Regions from separate parts of the Zea mays genome. Here region 1 is linked to region 2. Evidence: chromatin contacts called from public Hi-C data. All regions are on one chromosome and are shown on one strand. The core of a region is the stretch at or near the end of the contact, and the rest is flanking DNA. Distances in the headings are between cores, read along the strand shown. Region 1 overlaps LOC100216660 (Armadillo/beta-catenin-like repeat). Region 2 has its middle 18 kb from the start of LOC542088.

What was found. A called contact is a pair of places that touch in the nucleus more often than the background predicts.
Region 1: a Hi-C map of tassel shows a contact between it and region 2, with 3 times the contacts expected there. The contact joins two enhancer-like sites. A contact is called at or near these places in 3 of 25 Hi-C or Micro-C datasets (ear, root tip and tassel).

The regions. Positions count from the first base shown.
Region 1 is chr2:134,809,575-134,814,863 of Zm-B73-REFERENCE-NAM-5.0, forward strand. LOC100216660 (Armadillo/beta-catenin-like repeat) reads right to left here. Exons shown (of 8, transcript NM_001359475.1): 5 at 3,091-5,289; 6 at 2,355-2,809; 7 at 2,162-2,278; 8 at 1,511-2,050. The coding sequence ends at 1,892. Among protein-coding and RNA genes, the nearest start is that of LOC100216660, 9.8 kb to the right of the region's middle. Within about 2 kb of position 1,582, at least 8 of the 20 cell types and tissues checked have an H3K27ac peak or open chromatin away from gene starts, as enhancers often do. A contact at or near this core is called in ear and tassel, where this site is marked.
Region 2 is chr2:134,573,799-134,579,641 of Zm-B73-REFERENCE-NAM-5.0, forward strand. No RefSeq gene overlaps it. Among protein-coding and RNA genes, the nearest start is that of LOC542088, 18 kb to the right of the region's middle. Within about 2 kb of position 2,958, at least 14 of the 20 cell types and tissues checked have an H3K27ac peak or open chromatin away from gene starts, as enhancers often do. A contact at or near this core is called in ear and tassel, where this site is marked.

The DNA.
Region 1 (5,289 bases), core at 332-2,831, 230 kb after region 2:
GCGGCGGTGGAGAAAAAGCTTTGAAGTCACCTAATATTTTGGCAGCACGAGGTTTAGGGTAGTTAATGTGACTCACCCCACCTGCTCTATCGCTTTTATACTAAGAAATGGGCACGAAAGGGCGCGAGCCATGGAAAAATTTGCGCGCGTGGACGATAGCCCTTCCACCTTCTCCCTATCTAGTGGACCGCGAGTTTGGCTCCATTTGTATCGAAGTATTTGTTTAACCTTTTCGATAACGAGCTTTGGGAAGTTGTTTTTCGAACCGTCAGCACAAGGCCTCCTAGATATATTTTTTGTGTTCCTGGCTCGATATGAAAAAACGAGTTCATCCCGCAAGGGGCTACTGTTGAGGCCTAGTCTGCCGAAGATCATCAAAACACCTAACCTTCGGCATAAGAAAATGTGTTTCATGCACACAACGAAGGGTGGACGAAGATAGCCTTTGGCCGAAGCAGCCTAAAAAGAGGCTTCGACTGGGCACGTATGTGGCGAAGGAATGAGCCGAAGTCACCAGCTTCGGCGTGGAAAAGGATTTCTATGCAAAGCGGTGATGGAGAAGGCATCTAGTTGTGCAGCAAGAAAGAAAGAGAAAAGACATTGATGCCCCCATAATATTTTGTAAATCATAATTTTAAACTTTACATGAAGTTGTGCCTCTTCTCTATAAATAGGTGAACAGTTTCATGCATACATTCACCTTTTGGAGGATCCTAGGCTTCATTCTTCTTAGCTTTCGAAGTATGTTCGAGCTGTCTCACTTGTAAAGCTGAAGGTATGCCTGTAAATTTATAATATATAGAGGAAGATAGAATGAAGAGTGTTAAAACACATAAGATGGGTAACAAACTTTGTTCTCCATCATGTTTCCATACATTGTTACTTTGTCTTCACTCCCTCTTTTTTACCTACCCCCTAAATCACCCTTTTTAGAAGAGGTAATAAAAAAAGAAGGTCATCACTCTTTAACTTATATCTGACTTACTTTTTATACTATATAGTAATCAAAATCAAGCGACCAATAGGAGTTATGGTTACAATAGATACGACCTGGACGGTCGATGCCAAAGCCGCCAAGTCTGCAGCTTTATATTGTCAGGCTGTCAGCCTGCAGCCTTGTTCTACCTTTCAAGAAAGATAAAAGTTTAACCAAATCAATAAAAAGAAAATACATAGGCAGCCACGGCACACTCTGCGACTTCCGCTACGTTGACCACCAAGTACTACTACAGTATAGCATTCAAATGTGTTAGCATATTGTGGGACCGTTAAAACATTGGTTCAGGCTGCCAGCAAGCAGTACTGGTATGTGGCGTGTTTGGTTTTGCAAATAGTATTGTTATTACCATGTAACCTGAGACAGTTTCGCCAAACATCAAACTTCTGCCGAGATGGAAGAAAAAGGTACCTCAGATTCCTCGTACCGCTGGTACGGCTATGGCAAGGTGGATGTAAAAAAAAAGTTTTGCGTAGCCAGAACCAAACAGGTAAACAAACATGCCTGACAAATAGAACAGTGCCAAGCTCAGCCATGTGTATCCTGAGGCTACAAGTGCCGGAAACACACCCACGGGAGCAAATATCACGCCACACATCACACCCAATGTTACTGTCACTAGGGCTTGTCCGTACTCACCACCAATCTACACTAAGCTATAACTACATGAAATAAATTCACCTGTACAAAAAAAAATACCCGGGTGCAAAATCAGTTTACAGCAGCAGGGCCACAATCCCGGAAATGACCTCAATAATTGAATGATGGCGCGAGTTATCTAAGTGTCTTAACTTTCTACGTACAAATAAATGAATTCGGATGATTATGGGGGGGGGGCTGATTTACATGGAAGCCAAGAGTACAAGAATTGGCGTCAGGTAAATCATCCGTACGCTACATACAGTCGTTGGATGGCCTATTGGACCATACGATCTCTATCTCTAGGGTCCTTGAGCCGTCCTTACCTCCGTCGTGGCTGAGGCTGAAGAACCCGCTGTATACACCCTCGGTGACAACCTTGTCGATCTGGATGGTCACTCTTCCAAGGGTTGACTGCAATGGAAGTACCAACATTTGAGAAAATAACACACAAGAATCACAGGCAATAAATAAGCCAAGGACCAAGAGAAGAAGGCATGACATTCTTACGAGTTACGACCATACCTTTCCAAACGTATTTTTGCTTTTGCATATGATGTAGAGCTTCTGCCCTTTAGGGGCCACGTCAAATAACCAAGTGAAACCCTCGTTCCAAGCTGGGCACATGCTGTGGTTTACCACCTGACGTTCAGCACAGACATAAGTAACCAACTGCACCGCAAATTAACTATTGAGTACAATTATCTACAAGAATTACCTTAGTTTGCCTTGGAGGACCATTTCCTATTTGCAGGCAACAAAATGCATTTGTACCCCCCATTGTCTGTTTCAGATTATTCCCACGAATGATGGTCACTGTCAAGCAACCAGGCAAGCAATGAAGCAAACTATCGGCTCTCTCGTGAAAACTGGGAGGACATGTCTTCATAAGCATTTGTAGTACAGGTATGGCTTCAGCTGAAATCAGGGACTGGGCTTTAGCGATGTCTTCATTCATTTGCGGCCAAGATTCTTTAAGCAAGCAAAGGGTGTCAAGCACGCTCTCTTGGGCAGCCTCATTTCCATCCTTCAAAGCACAAACCAGGTGTGGTATGCACAAGGTTGCGGCCTCAGAAAACCGAACCTTTTTGAAGTTGCTGAATATCACATATATGGTCTTCAGAATAACTTCATTGATAGTTGACGTAGAGAGCAGCTCTCTCTCTAAGGCAGCTGATACAAATTGTATTTGACATTAGAAAATAATCAAATCGATCCATCAGCAAGCAGGATAACACCCATAAGCATTTGCAATTCAATCATTTCATAACTTAATGCATCTGCTTTTATTAGATATTCTTGTCTATAGTAACAAAGACAAAATGGCAAATGGAAAAAAAAACATTTCATTTTCAAAATAGAAGGGCATGAAACTTCACCCATGGACATGAGCAAATACACATTTTAAATAAGAATATCATGGACACACTTCACCATTAAGATTGCCGACTCACCAGTAAGAGATCGAATAAGCTCATTCGACACGTATTCTTGCAGCGTATGATTTGAAAATAGGTACTTCATTAGAAGGGCAGCCTGTCCTGAAATATCCACATTTGGTGAAAGAAGCAATTCTTGCACAACCAAAATGCCCCCAGCTTCAGCAACAGCACGCCTATTTGTCCTGCTGTGCATCACTAAGCTTTGCAGTGCACAAATAGCAACTGTTGTCATGTCATCCGTAGGCTGGTCCTCAAGTAGGCTTACAAGAGCACGGCAGGCAGACACAGAGTCACTTGCCCTTGCAAGAGCTTCATGCTGGAAAATGTCACCTAGTGCAAGAGTAACCAGAAACTTTGCTGACTGGTTCTTAGATTGAGGATCTAACAGGTACTGTGCCAGTGGAGCAATAGCATACTTGGCAACTTTTGTTTCACGGACCCTTGAATTGTTTATCAGGGCTTCAAGCAATCTTGCTGCAGATTCCTCACATCGATGGCTCTTCAGGAGCTCCAAGAGTGCCCGTACTGCCCCAGCCTCAGCCATGGCCACAGCACAGCGTGAGCTACTTTTCTCTTGAACAAGTAGAGCACTGAGAGCTATCGTGACGGTACTCTCCATGGTGGAGTTCAGCAATCTCACAAGTACAGCCATTGAGACTTTGACATAGTTGTCAGAATTATAACGCAGAACATTGCATAACACAAGTGCTGCAGATTCCCATAATGCTTGACTTGGCTGAGGATCATCCTGGACAATTACCTTTGAAAGTTCAAAAATTCCACCTGCATCGGCTACTGCCTTGGGCCAACTCTGTGAGATGTTTTCAAGTGCTTTAACTGCAGTTTGTTGTAAGCTCAAGATTCCAATACCAGCAAGCTGCACCAGAGGAACAACTGCATTTTTTGTAGTGATATCCTGTTGAAAATGTTCCTGTTCTAGAAGATGTGAGAGCACCTCAGTGCCAAGTTGCTGAATTGCTTGAGAGGGAGACTCAAGAAATGATATTAAAGGCTCAATTATTTGACTGGGAGTCAACTTCAATGCTGCTAGACTCTGAGGTTTCTCCAAAATATTTACGAGTGCTTGCAAGGCACTGTGCTGATCCCACATAGTAACATCAGGGCGACGTAAAAGCAAGAAAAGTGGCTCCACCATTTTTGCAGCAGCAGAACTTTTAGCAATGCCACTGTTGTTTGTCAAAATGCGAAGCAATTCAGCAATGGATGAACTAACAGATACAGGAACATCAAGAATCATATCAAGTGCATGCTCAATGATACCAGCTTTAACCATGTCAAGCTTGCAGTTTGGACGATCCTTGCCCAACTTTATGAGAGCACCGATACATGCTTCAGACAACTGATAGTTTGTACCAGGAACAAAACTGACAAGAAGATCAATAACTTCGCTAGTTGCAGCAATTTCTGCATTGTAGTCCTCATCCAGTAATCTGTTTAGAGCACAAACTGCTGGTTCAATAGCCAAACTAGATCCTGATGTCATCAGTGATATCAGGGGTTGAAGACATTCTGTTGCAATTGGTGATGCACGTACAGTTGAGTTCTCAAATAAAATATAGCAGAGTTGAGCAGCATCCTTCTTCAGCTCCAATGACGAACTGAAGGATAAAACTTTGTAAAGATTTTCAAGTGTGTTGCCTTCTACATCAAACATAGCAGAATCCTTAGCGATGTTCCCAGCAGAAAGCTTGATAAGCGCACCAAGTGCTGCCTGCTGTTCTATTTCAGTTCCTGACTCAAGCATGTCAAGTAGTGGTTGAATAGCTTGCCGGGCCACTTCGGTGTCCCTTATATTCTCTGAATCAAAGAGTTTCTGCAACGTCCTTACTGCACTAAGCCTAGAACTTCTCGAACCCAAACGCAAGACAGCTACCAGCTGATTTGAAGTGCTACGTGATGATTCATGGTAAAGAAGATCAGGATTAGTGTATAAAATCCCCAACAGATTGGTTATAGTAGTTTCAGTTGAGTCTTGAGGGCTTAAAGATAGATACTTAGTCAAGGCATCCAAAGCTCCAGCCTCTGCCATAGCAATTTTATTTGACTCACTACCTTCCGCTAGTTGAGTCAGAAGGTGCAAAGCAATCAGAGGTGCACCTGGCCTATCTGGCATTGGTTTAAGTAGATCCACTAGCAAGGGTATGGACCTCCGGGCGGAAGCACCAGTGCAGACATCTTCAAGCTCAAAAA
Region 2 (5,843 bases), core at 1,708-4,207:
TGGTTTTCTTGCAGTCGGCGTCACATGGTGGCCGGCCTTGCTCCACCTTCTCGGCCTATGCTATGGCCCATAAGGGTAAGGCGACGTCCGACGTCACCTACAACCCGGATGACGGGTCCGAGGCCTACACCAACCCCGTCGTCTACAGCCGCCTTCATGACTACACCGCCATGGCGCAGGAGATCCATGGCCCAGATTATGATCCGAGCATCGAGCCGATCGACCCCGATGTGCTCATGAGGGTCGGAGGAGGCAAGAGACATGGGTGGTACTAGATTGCCGACGGGGCAATCGACTCGTCCTCCACTCCCACTCTGTCTCAGGTGAGAGCAAGGAACATGGGCTCGAGTCCAACCATACGACCTCGGCACGATAGCTCACAGCAGCGCATATAGCAACTCGAGGTTAGTGCTTCTGTAACTCATCCTTCCTTGAGTTATATACCTTCTCTTTGAGTTACTATAACATTGGCTTATAATATTACATACCCAACTAGAAGAGATGGAGGCGAGGATAATGGCGGAGCGGGCGGAGACTGATCAGAGGATGGCAGATATGTTCCAGTACATGCAGAGCCTTAGCACGACACAGGGTTTCGCTCCGCCACCTCCATTGTTCCCTGCAGTTGACCCTGCTGTGTTCCATACTGCCCAGTAATGCATCTGGTATAACACATGCAATCTCTTCTCTGTGCAGGGTCAATCTGGGGCCGCATCCAACAACCCTCCTGAAGGGTTCAGCCCAACGCAGCACCAGACCAACCGCCTACCTCCATGAGTTTTATGTTTTCAGTGTTGAATACTTATGTCTGTGTGTTTGAAGACTTCAAAACTTGTGTTAGTCACTTATGTTTGTGTTGGATACTTATGTCAGAGCTTGAGACGTATGAGACTTATGTTTGTGTTGGGTACTTGTGTTGAACACTTATGTTTGTGATGGATATTTATGTTTGTGTTGGCTATTTATGTTTGTGATGATACCTGTGATGTATATATGTGATATATATGTGATATCTTTTGTTTGTGTGGATGGAATACAAAAAACAAATAAAAAAGGTGCATACTGGTCACTTTGCCGAGTGTTACACTCGGCAAAGAGGTTCTTTACCGAGTGTCAAGACCATAGCACTCGGCAAAGAACCAAGACCTGGGCACCGGTATAGGTTATTTGCCGAGTGTAATGTCTCTGACACTCGGCAAAGAACCTGACATGGGGACCCTCCCTGGCAGGTTCTTTGCCGAGTGTCCCAGGTGGCACTCGGCAAAGATTGATTCTTTGCCGAGTGCTACTGGGCAGACACTCGGCAAAAGTAACTTCTTTGCCGAGTGTCACTAGTGTCACGAGTGACACTCGGCAAAAACACCGTCTTCATCACCCCGTCGCCGTAACGGCTGCCTTTCTTTGCCGAGTGCTCCCTGGCACTCGGCAAACCTCTTTGCCGAGTGCCCGAGAAAAAGTACTCGGCAAAGAAGGCTTTGCCGATGCACTGTTTGCCGAGCCTTCTTTGCCGAGTGCGACACTCGGCAAAGCCTTTGCCGAGTGTTTTTAAGGCTTTGCCGAGTGCTTCGGGCACTCGGCAAAGCGCTCGTTTCCGGTAGTGTTAGTAATGATTTAAAAGAATCAAAACATCAAAGAACAATTGAAAACTAAGATTCAATCTAGAATCAAAATCAAGAACACAATTGATCAACAAAGAGAGGAATAATCTTACCGTACTAATTTTGCACAATATCACCTAGATTTGAATACAAATGTGCTTCTTCAAAGCACTAGCAAGTTGTTCGTTGAAAACTCTAAAATCCTAGATTAACCTCTGTTGAGCACCATTTGTGGCATTGGATGCGTTAGGACAATCCGCCCTTAGACGCGGACAGTCCATGATTAGATCAGAACATGCGAATTAAGCTCCTATATCCACGCATGTTTATTCCTATAAACTCGTGGGAGTTGTTGGAAGACGGCTAGGAACGGGTCCAGACTTACCCCTTATATATTTGAAGGGGTACGACCGATTTACAACCAACAATCGAATCATATCAATATATCTTCTGTTCCTTTACTTTTTGCCCTACGAATAGATAGGAACATAGCCTTCTTCACCTCAATCTTCACCTCTCTTCGACTCTACGTTGTCTATAGGCGTCTTGGTTGGCCTGCCAATCCCAATACAAACCTAGGATCTCTTCTCCCTGATGGGTCCTGGGGGGTCAGATCCAGGTGTTGTTGGTGAACACCGCCACCTCTGCGCACGCGCGGACCGTTCGGTCACTAGACGCAGACCGTCTTGCTCGACACAGAAGACTCCGCCCCTGCCACAGATCACAGACCGTCCACGCTGTCGAAGAGAGCACCGCCATTGGTATACCTCACAGTGATGGCGCCTAGATCGGCGCCAACAATCTCTACTAGATTTAATTTATAAGTCTAGACTCTTTTTTAATCTCCTCTCCCTGAATAAAAACGAAATCTACTTTTCTATGTATATAGTGATAGGAGTCCTTATTCGTCACACATCTGACTCGAATTCCACGGGCCAGCTAAAATCGGCCTGGATTCGATTTACATCATGACCTGTTCGTATCGACGGGTTGGCCTGTTTTCAGGCTCCTTCTAGGTGGAATAAATTGGTCTAGTTTGGAGTTCGGTTGGGGCCATTTCAACCGTTTGTTTAGGCCTGAATTGGAAGCAAAATAAGTCCGGTTTAAACTTTCCCCTCCCTCCATGGTCTAGAACAAAGCCTCGTGTTGTCTCTTCCTGATAGAATCCGAGCCACAATAGCGCAATTTCACCAGACTTTGAATCACATGGATCCACTCTATTTGAGCCAGAAATAAAAACAGGTATCTTTTTATACCGTAACAAACAAACGGGTCCTCAATCAACCCCGATCCAGACTCTTCTCTTTCGGCTTGAACCACCATAGCGCCAATTCAGCTGGGCCGCCGAACTCTCCTTGGCCCACCCCACTCCGCCTGAGCACCAGCTGCCCGACGCCTTGGCAGAGCAACTTCACGCGCTCGCCACAGCTCCCCGTCCGTGCTACAGGTCCAAACACATGCAAGCTAGCATCTTTTAAGCGTCTGCTACTTGCTTGCTTGTGCAAATGAGTGCATGCTAGCATGCACACCATCATGATATGCCAATAATCAAATGCCATTAGCAATTGCTAATTAAGATGGCTAGGCATACGGCGTACATATGCACATGCACGTTAGCCAAGATGACACCATCTTCACGCTACGATCGCTCACGTTTCTCGACACTCGTGTCCTCACGTGACGTGACCATACACCACACTGCGGCTCTAACGCAACATGACTTTTCATTTGCACCGTTCTCAAGCTCGAACGTCCCACGTGATATACTGGCTGGTGATCTCAGTTTCTCTTTGAACTTAGTACTGAAACCTCAGTTCCCCCTAAACTTAGTTTTAGCCTATCACCGACCAGGGTCGTGCCTGAGGTAGGGCGGGAGGGGCGGCCGACCTGGCCCCCATCTCCCGGGGGCCCCACCGCACACAAAGTCCAATAAGAATATAGGATAGAATCGGATATTATTTACATACCAATATATTTTTGAGTTTGTTAGGAAAATGGATTGCTATCACAATATATTTGTTGCTTATCGGATATTATTTACTATACCAATAACTGTGGCATCAGCTGAAAGGAGCTTCTCAAAGCTTAAGTTATTGAAGAATTATTTAAGGCCTGCAATGTCTCAAGAAAGGTTAGATGGGCTAGCAACTTTATGTATTGAGAAGAAATTATTAGATGATGTCAATATTGAAGCCATCATTGATGATTTTGCATCTAGAAATGTTAGAAGACATTTTTAAATTGATCTCTAAAATATATTTAAGGTAATAATCTTACTTATATTTTTTACTGCTCAAGTCTTTCTGTGGTACATCAAGTATAATAAGTTGATACTCCCCCATTTTTTTAGTTGTCGCTGGATAGTTCAATTTTGTACTATCCAGCGGCAACTAAAACGAAACGGATGGAGTATATATAATAGTAAAAAATAGTTTTTATGGTGTTGGGGCCTGTGTTTATAATCTTGTCCCGGGCCCCTCAAAAGTCAGGAACGGCCCTGTCACCGACCATGTTCTATCTCAAGCAAAACGGGCACATGAACAACACAAGCAACCGTATACGAGCATAAGCCCGCGACTTGATTCAAGCTTAATCTACATAACACCACTTCACCGAGTATGTTACAACAATATCAACCAGCATGTTAACACACATGCATAAATCAAAACCATATATTTGAACATATGCATTTTGACCTAAAGCATGTAACTCACTTTGCGATGACAATAATAATACTTTATCACAATGTTCCATTGTCAACTAAGACAATGTCTCCATCGCACACGATTTCACAAATTGTATTTCTTGTTTACATTATATCTGAATACGGTAAAGTTTAGACCCCAACGACTATATATGCTTTGTGGTTGCTAACTATACATATGGTCTATTAATGTACAAGAGTAGAAATGCACATTTGGATGTATTTGAGTAGTGGCACATTTCGGCTAAAAAGATCAATGCAGATCAGGAAATGGTGAACCTGTAGCAAGATATCTTTCTCACGCACGCATAAGTTATCTTCTAAAAAAAGTGCACAGGAAGTTTCAACAACCCATATGTGATAGTCACGCTATAAAAATTGGGCTTCGCTCATCACCAGCTGTGGCTGTGGGACTAAGCTTTCTGATCCTCACATGTACACCTATTTTGTCCTGAGTATAGAATGTTGTCTACGCACACGCAAGTCCCTGTCAGGTGCACGCTAAAGCAATGGTATTCCTGGAAACGACGTACGGGCGGGAATTGTTTCTTTTGTTAAGTAGAGGTTATGTTATCCTATTATACAGAGTGGCTTCATTTATTCCTTTCCCTTGTTGAAACACAAGCAAATTACAGCCACTTTGGGATGCAGAAGAATTTTACAAGGATCAGTTCATTTTCGTAGAAAAAACACAGGAAATAGAAAAAAAATCCCTGTATTCTAAATGGGGCCGTAATTTTTTTCCCAAAAAACTCAAATGCCAATTCTGTATATTTCCTGCGTCTTTTGATCTTCTTTTATTTTCATCCCAGTACACCATGTCTTCTTTTATTCTCCAAAAAAATCCCAGTATGCTAGTGAGAACAATTTTATTGGCACTATGGATTCCTGCAAATGAAAAAATAGAAACTATTTATATAATACAAAACATACACTAAATGGTCCGATAAAAAAATAAAAATAACTACTAAGTGGAAAATACATATGGAATCCAAGGTCAATTTTCTCAAGGTGTACATGTTCCGAAGTGTCCATTTGTGGGTTTCTAGAAATAAGTATCTAATTTGGATGTACATCTGATTTGTTGGTTGCTTGTACATCGCTACTATCTATTACTATAAAATTTCCATAAAAGAAAATGTATGTATAGATCCACTCAACAGTTGAGAGTTGAGATAAACAGTTGTGCACAACATTCCAATATACAAACAGTATCATTGCATGATAAACTCAAAATGTTAAGAGGATACATTCCAAGTATATATGCTACCGCACATTAGAAAATAATACTCACTATGTCCCAAATTTAAATTCGTTTTACCTTTTTATTAGATTTATACAATAGTAAATTATCATACATATGAATATAGACATAAAATTCTAAAACTAAAACGACTAATATTTAGAAACAGAGAGAGTTTATGTAAATTATGCCATGTCACCTAAAAACACCATTTCTTTTTTGTTCTTTTTAGGTGTATATATATAGAACAAGTTTGCAAGTTATATTTTTTAAGCATTGTCTGAATATAACTATCCAA